Regions from separate parts of the Hordeum vulgare genome. Here region 1 is linked to region 2. A link is a contact called in public Hi-C data. All regions are on one chromosome and are shown on one strand. The core of a region is the stretch at or near the end of the contact, and the rest is flanking DNA. Distances in the headings are between cores, read along the strand shown.

What was found. Hi-C and Micro-C count contacts between places; a contact is called where the count stands out from the background.
Region 1: a contact with region 2 is called in a Hi-C map of leaf, with 3 times the contacts expected there. The contact joins two enhancer-like sites. A contact is called at or near these places in 2 of 6 Hi-C or Micro-C datasets (leaf and seedling).

What each region holds. Positions count from the first base shown.
Region 1 is chr1H:394,616,830-394,620,177 of MorexV3_pseudomolecules_assembly, forward strand. LOC123440002 (atherin) reads right to left here. Exons shown (of 7, transcript XM_045116598.1): 5 at 2,977-3,035; 6 at 2,476-2,569; 7 at 2,074-2,364. The coding sequence ends at 2,152. Among protein-coding and RNA genes, the nearest start is that of LOC123440002, 6.7 kb to the right of the region's middle. Within about 2 kb of position 1,647, at least 3 of the 3 cell types and tissues checked have open chromatin away from gene starts, as enhancers often do. A contact at or near this core is called in leaf and seedling, where this site is marked.
Region 2 is chr1H:394,567,018-394,570,538 of MorexV3_pseudomolecules_assembly, forward strand. No RefSeq gene overlaps it. Among protein-coding and RNA genes, the nearest start is that of LOC123440002, 56 kb to the right of the region's middle. Within about 2 kb of position 1,269, at least 3 of the 3 cell types and tissues checked have open chromatin away from gene starts, as enhancers often do. A contact at or near this core is called in leaf and seedling, where this site is marked.

The sequences.
Region 1 (3,348 bases), core at 397-2,896, 50 kb after region 2:
TATGTAGCTGTCCGAACGGCCTTCTGACCGCAGCTCCGTGCAAGACCTTTAGTAATTTAGACTTAGATTGGGAGCTGAAGTTAATGAGAAGATAATTGCCCAGCCCTGGACGAGGAACGACCATCTAGTAGCTGCAGGCGGCGGACGAGAAACGACGAGTGGTGAGGCATCGGAGGGTTAGCCACGATCTAACCTATACATGCGTAACAGGCCGGCTCGCCCCTTTCTCTTCTATATGAGCTGGGCTTTGTATGTTCTTTTGCTGGAATTTGGGCTTTTCCTACAATCTGTAAATTGGCTGAGCACGGTAGGTCTCACCTTACGTTACATGATGGGACAAGGGGGTGAAACGACTGCCGGAGTTCGCGTGATTAGACAAGATCTAATCGCTCTTCAAAGAAAGCGGTGTTGTTGTTGGGGGGGGGGGGGTCTCGCCCCCCTTGAATCCGTCCCTGGCTAAGCTATCAGTGGTGGAGCGCCTTGGGGACAATTAGGGGCCTTGCTCCTCCCCCCCTCCCTGGCTAAGCTAAGAGGGACGTATTGTTTCTTCCATGGGATCAGAGTGACTTAAGAATTGTTTCTAAAGATATTCATGAAGAAAGAAATACTTTTATTGTTCGTCAAGTCTTGCTCACCATTCCATGCAGTTCTCTAACGGACGGCGTGAAGTTCTCTACTAGTTGTGCACAAGCTCCTTTTCAACGAGGGAGGAGCTTCATGATCCTCCTCGCCTTTGTTGACCACAAATACTACCTCGACATTGTCCTCAACCTAGTTCCTACCAGCCATGGTGACTACCCTGACTCTCTCCGAGTCAACTCCGTGGCTACGATTGTGAAGACTATCAAGGCGACCCCTAGCAATATCAAGGAACTTCAAGCGTCATGGGATCCTGGCAAGCCAGCCTTCGAGTCTTCAACGAAGCTTCGACTTGGAGTCAAGCCGAGTTTCAAGAAAGAAAAGGTGTTAGCGACCCTTCACGGTTGGGCCTTGGCCCAGCGGTGTTAGCGACCCTTCATGATTGGGACTTGGACCAACATACGAGGAATGGGCTAACCGTCATGCAATGCAAGTCAACTGTTACAGATAGCACAAGAAGGGCATCCGACAAGTTATCCGGGCTTGGATCATGACTAGAACGGCACGACGGCAGCTCTTTCCACCTTGGCTCTCATACTCTTCCTTGTCTTTGCTATCTTCTCTTTTAGCACACTTGTGCTTGTAATCAGCCACTCATCGTCATATCATCAATTCTACATCTCGTGTAAGTAGAGTACTGGATACATAACAGTGTTGCACACATGCGCAGTCACCATTCTACAACCACATAGTTGTTGTAAGAAAAAGATGAATGGGGAGAAACATGTGTGGTCAAGCAGACTACGTGTCAAGTAAAGAAGGTGACGGACGTTCTAAAAAAAAGGAGGGAAACCGGCCTCCACCGCCGCATGTTTCTCGGAGAGGAAGGTGGAACCGAGAAAGGCAGTAGAAAGGTACCCACCTAAAACGAGACGGCGTAGCGCGTTACCCTTTGTGGACTTGTACATACTGCTGCTACGAGTTTATACTCCACCTTCGACCATGGGAAGGGAAGGGAAGGCCACGGTGACGTTCCTGGTTAGGGTCCTGTCGCCCTCTGCGAAACCGGGCCCGTTGCAACAGGAGCCGTGCGCCCGTGCCCAGTCTGAGGTCGGGTACTGAACCACAATACCCGGCTGCACACTCCGTGTTGCTGTGCCTTCTCTACCACGCAGTCACACACCGACGAAGCTTCCGAAGACGGCATCCAATCTGATTGCCAGCGTTTTTCCGATCTTCCATTTCATCGGCGCCACCTTTCGTCATTTCAATCAGAAACAGCCCCGTCTTTCAGTTCACCGACGCTCTTGTCCGTTGTCCCAGATAGCACGGACATGACGCACATCACTCGCACCTTATCACACGCTACAGGTTTCCGAAAGGCCGAAAGACCCACATTTCTTTCACTGGGCGCATTAACCAAAGCACACCGTAGTGTGATCCTACGGGTTACCAATATCAGGCCATGACGGACGCACGAACCACAAGATGAACTCGAGCAAAGCCCCAAAAGGCAAAGATGGGCATCATCATATGAGCTGCGAAGCATACACTTCATGTTGTTTCCTTTTCTTACAGCATCAAGGATTTTCTCAGAGCGATAAAAGCAACGAAGAATATCGGGGAGACGAGGAAGACCATGTAGGGGACGATCTGCCCAATCCCCACCTCGGGCTCGTCCGGGTTCGCGTAGTAGTTCCTCTGCCCGCCGAACTGGTCGAAGTACCCCTCGTAGCCCGTGTTGCGGGGCACCGGCACGCCATCGACCTTCAGGAAGTCCGCCGCCTTCGCACCACAGGAGAAGCCAAGGAATTATTAGCCCTCTCATCAGTTGTTCCGAGCCTTGTATCAAAGGGCGAGGAAGGCGTTCCATGAGCATTTGAGCGAGATGCTTACCTGAAAGCTGAACATGAACATTTTTGCCTTCTTGCTGACTCGATCGTTTGGGTGGTATTTCAGCTTGCTATACATGCCCATGGCTTCCTTGGACCTGGGGAAGCAAGATATCCCACGAAAAACAAACACATCCAGCAATGAGAGAATTTTAGATAGGAAACCACACAGATAAGTTTCAAAACTAAGACGGTGTTGATGCATGTGAAAAATCTGCACGGCATGAACGTGGATTCACAGGCACAGTAACCATATTGAACGACAGAAACACCAGTTCCAAAAACAGGAGAACCAAATATATAGTAGATTTATTCAGGGGATTGGAATGTTTTGCACCTTAACAGGAAAAACATGTACTCCCTCCGTCCCAAAATAACTGTCTTGACTTTGTACTAGCTCTAATACAAAATTGTATTAAGCTTAAGACATTTATTTTGGGACGGAGGGAGTATGATTGATGAATCGAATGGCCACGCAGGAAATGACAAAGGGAGCAAAGGGTACCTGCAGAGTGAATCTAGACAGATGGACCACTGGAGAGCAGCCATTCCATGAAGTTCGGTCTGCATTTAACTTACTTTGAGTACAAAGATACGGCAAGGACACCACAATGAAGCACGCATACAGGCATATTACAAGGAGCATGTGTGTGACAAACAATAGAGAGGTTTCGTATCTGAACTGAAGCACAGTATACAATGGCACGATGCTACTTAATTTTAAGTGTCTACAGCAAATGTCACTTTCATTCCTTCTGATGCTATGGCCTAACAAAATAGTCAAAACTAATATTCGTAGTAGTTCTAGTGCAAAAATCGGGACTATATATGTACTACCTCCGTTCCCAAATATAAGACCCTTTGGCAGTTAAACTGC
Region 2 (3,521 bases), core at 19-2,518:
GAGATAGTATATGAGAGAGAGAATATTAGGTGCTCACTCACAGCTTTGATGCTCCGACGGCACGTCCTTTTCACGAGCCCGGCCGGCTGACTGATACTCCGCATAGTTTAAAAGATAAACCCCGAGCATACCTCCAAAACTGCTGGCATGGCAATGCCAAGGCGGCTGGACTGGACAAGCGAATTTTAAATCCGGCGGTTGCGTCGGCGACAGCTAGTTTGGTTTGGTTCCGCGAGGTGAACCACGCCGGTTTAGATTTTTGTACTGGCATTGCTTTGGTTCGTTGCGACCGAGGGCTAGACTGGTGGTACTGTACTGTCATGGTGATTAACTAATTTAGAAGTAGTGTGGACGGAGAGGAACGGATGGCCGCATCAAGCTCCATGAAGAAGAAAGCAGATGATAGCGGAAAGTGTCCTCGAAAAAAAAGGAGAAGGGAAACGGAAGGAGCACAGTACGGCGTGTGTGATGGGCACGTCAAGTAGGACAAGGCGTAATCAGCACGATCCCGCCACTGCCGCATTCATGCGGTGATGATGGTGTTTACTTCTCCTTTTTTGAGATGCGGTGATGATGGTCTTAATTACTACCTCCGTTCCGGTGTATAAGTCATTTGCGTAGTTCTACGTCGATAATTTAACTACCTAAATATGTATCATATATAATAAGAAATTTATATTTAGAAACTACATCCGTGTAGATATCTAGTGATATACTTTTCATGACATATAACACATATTTAATTTCTTAAATCGGTGACCTAGAACTACGTGAATGACTTATACACCGGGACGGAGGGAGTAACCCGCTTTCGGGACAAAGATGATACTCCTGTCTCACCAACCAGCCAACGCTGCAATGGTCGGACGCGTGCTACTCCTACAGCCGAGTAATAAACAGCACCGTGAGACTGAGAGCGAGCACGCGGCCACCGGACGGAGCCACGAAGATCACGCGGGGCATCACGTCGCGCTCAACGCTGGCGCCGACGCTCACCGGCCGGCCGCCCGCCTACGACTACGACCGAGCTTCGAGCAGGCCGGCCGTTGGCATCTTGGTTGCAACTTGCAACCAGCGTTTTGACTTGAAATTATTGGGTCCGAAGTCCGAACCCAGAATGGCCAAGACACAGACGGCCGGGGCGCAGGGAGCGAGGGATGCGTAAATGCGTGCTCGCGGTCGCGGTCGCGGCCTGGGGCGGAGCGTACGCGCAGCGGCCACGACGCGCTCGGCAGGGCAGGGCAGGTCGCAACGGCTAGTTGGCTTTGTTGGTTTTCATAGGAAAACCAAACCTGTCGCTTTCTTGCTCGGCTCGGCTTGTTGTACTACTCCCCTGCCGAGGAGAACACCACCGGCAGCGGCAGCGGCAGCTTTTGGGCTGGGGCCTCTACTTCTGACGGAAATTTGTTGACGCGGGGGGTAGGGTGGTTTCGTGCGCCTCTGCGCTGCTTGTCTGCATGGTGTTTTTTTTTTTTTTGAATGTTGGCAACGCTTTGTCTGTATGGTGGTTAATCGCTGCTAGGCTGGGCTACTGTTTGCCATGGTGGTTTCTGCCTGCCTGCTGGCGCTGCCAGTCAGTCAGAGTCCAGCTCCAACGGCTACTCCGCGGGCAACTGTTTTCTTCTAGGACGGAGCGACTACTGACGTCGACTTTCTTTTGCAAAAAGGACAGTGTGTTCGTTTACAAGAGATGACAGTTGTCATACGAGAAGGTGTTCGTGCGGAGTAACACGTCCGTTCGGCACTTTGGACACGTCTAATCTAAACGACATTCGCTAATAACGCCCTTCGGTAGAGACGTTGTCACGTCTCGTAACACGTCCCTTACAAAGCCGCTTCTGGTATGTCATGTATCCGTGTATATTTTTAGAAATATTGCTCTTTAATCACAAGCATGTATTATCTTGACTAACTCCTTCAAAAACTTTGTGAAAAATCTGAGAAGAACAATATTTGATATGTTGTTAAAACCCGGTGAGAACAATAAGAAGAAAATGATACAACATATGTTATTGTCTTTTTGATAACTTATATGAGAAAACCTTGAGACGATAAAACTCACTGGTAAGTATTAGAGGACAATTAGTATGTCTTGTATATACCCACTAAAAATCCCGATGGGGAAAATAGGATGTATGACATATATTTTTATGTTGATATTGCCTCATTAAGAATCTTGATGAGAACCATGAGAGTGAAAAAGAGTGCAATATAATGTTTGAACGGGTTATTTTTTCAGAGAGAAACTCCCCCTAATCTTTGCAAATCCCGAAGTTGTCGCATACCTATCCCATGAACATATTTTTCAAATGTTGAAGATGGGAGTGATTTTGTAAATAGGTCGGCGAGATTATCGCACAATTTGACTTGCAAAATATTTATCTTCCCTTTCTTCTGTAATTGATGGGGAAAAATAATTTAGTAGAGATATGCTTACTGATATTGCTCTTTATATAATCCGTTTGCATTTGAGCAACACAAGCAGCATTATCTTCGTAGATAATGGTTGGAGATTTGATAAGACCTTTGCCACATGATTTTTGTATGTGATTTATCATTCTGCGAAGCCATACACATTCACGTGACGCCTCATATAATGCGATTATTTTAGAATGATTGGTGATGTAGCCACTAGGGTGTGCTTGGAAGACTTCCATGATATGGCTGTCCCACCATGTAGGAACACGAAACCGGTTTTGTGATCTGGCATTGTGGGGGTCACATAAGTAGCCAGCATCTGTATACCCAATCATCTCAATGTCCAAATTTCTTTAAAATTGGAAAAATAGGCCAAGATTCTTTGTGCCTTGGAGATATCGAAAGATATTCTTAACTCCAATCCAATGGCGTTTAGTGGGAGGTGCGCTATGTCTAGCCAGTAAATTCACTACAAGTGCAATATCAAGCCTCGTGCAATTTGCAAGATACATGAGCGCTTTAACGGCACTAAGATATGGAACTTCAGGTCCTAATATCTTTTCTCCATCATCCATTGGTCTAAATTGATCTTTCTCTACGTGTAGAGATCGAACTACCATAGGGGTTTTGGATGGATAGGATTTGTCCATATTGAATTTCTCCAATATTTTCTGGATATAGACGGTTTGATGAACCAAAATACCCGAGGAAAGGTGATCAAGTTGTAATCCTAAGCAAAATTTGGTTTTACCCAAATCCTTCATCTCAAATTCCGTCTTTAAGTGATTGTGTGCTTCATCAATATCTTTTGTGGTTCCAATGATGTTAAGATCATCAACATACACTGAAAATTTTAATGCAAAATCCAGTTGCGTACTTTTTTATGAAAACACATGGGCAATCATCATTATTGGAGTATCCTCTTATCATAAAGAACTCACTAAGTCGGTTGTACCACATGCGACCCGACTGTTTTAAGCCGTATAAAGACTTGTTTACTTTTACACAATATGCGTTGCGTTTTGCGTTTGGATTCGGGATTAGGACTCCATCAGGAACCTTCATGTATATGTCTGAATCAAGTGAACCGTAAAGGTAAGCGG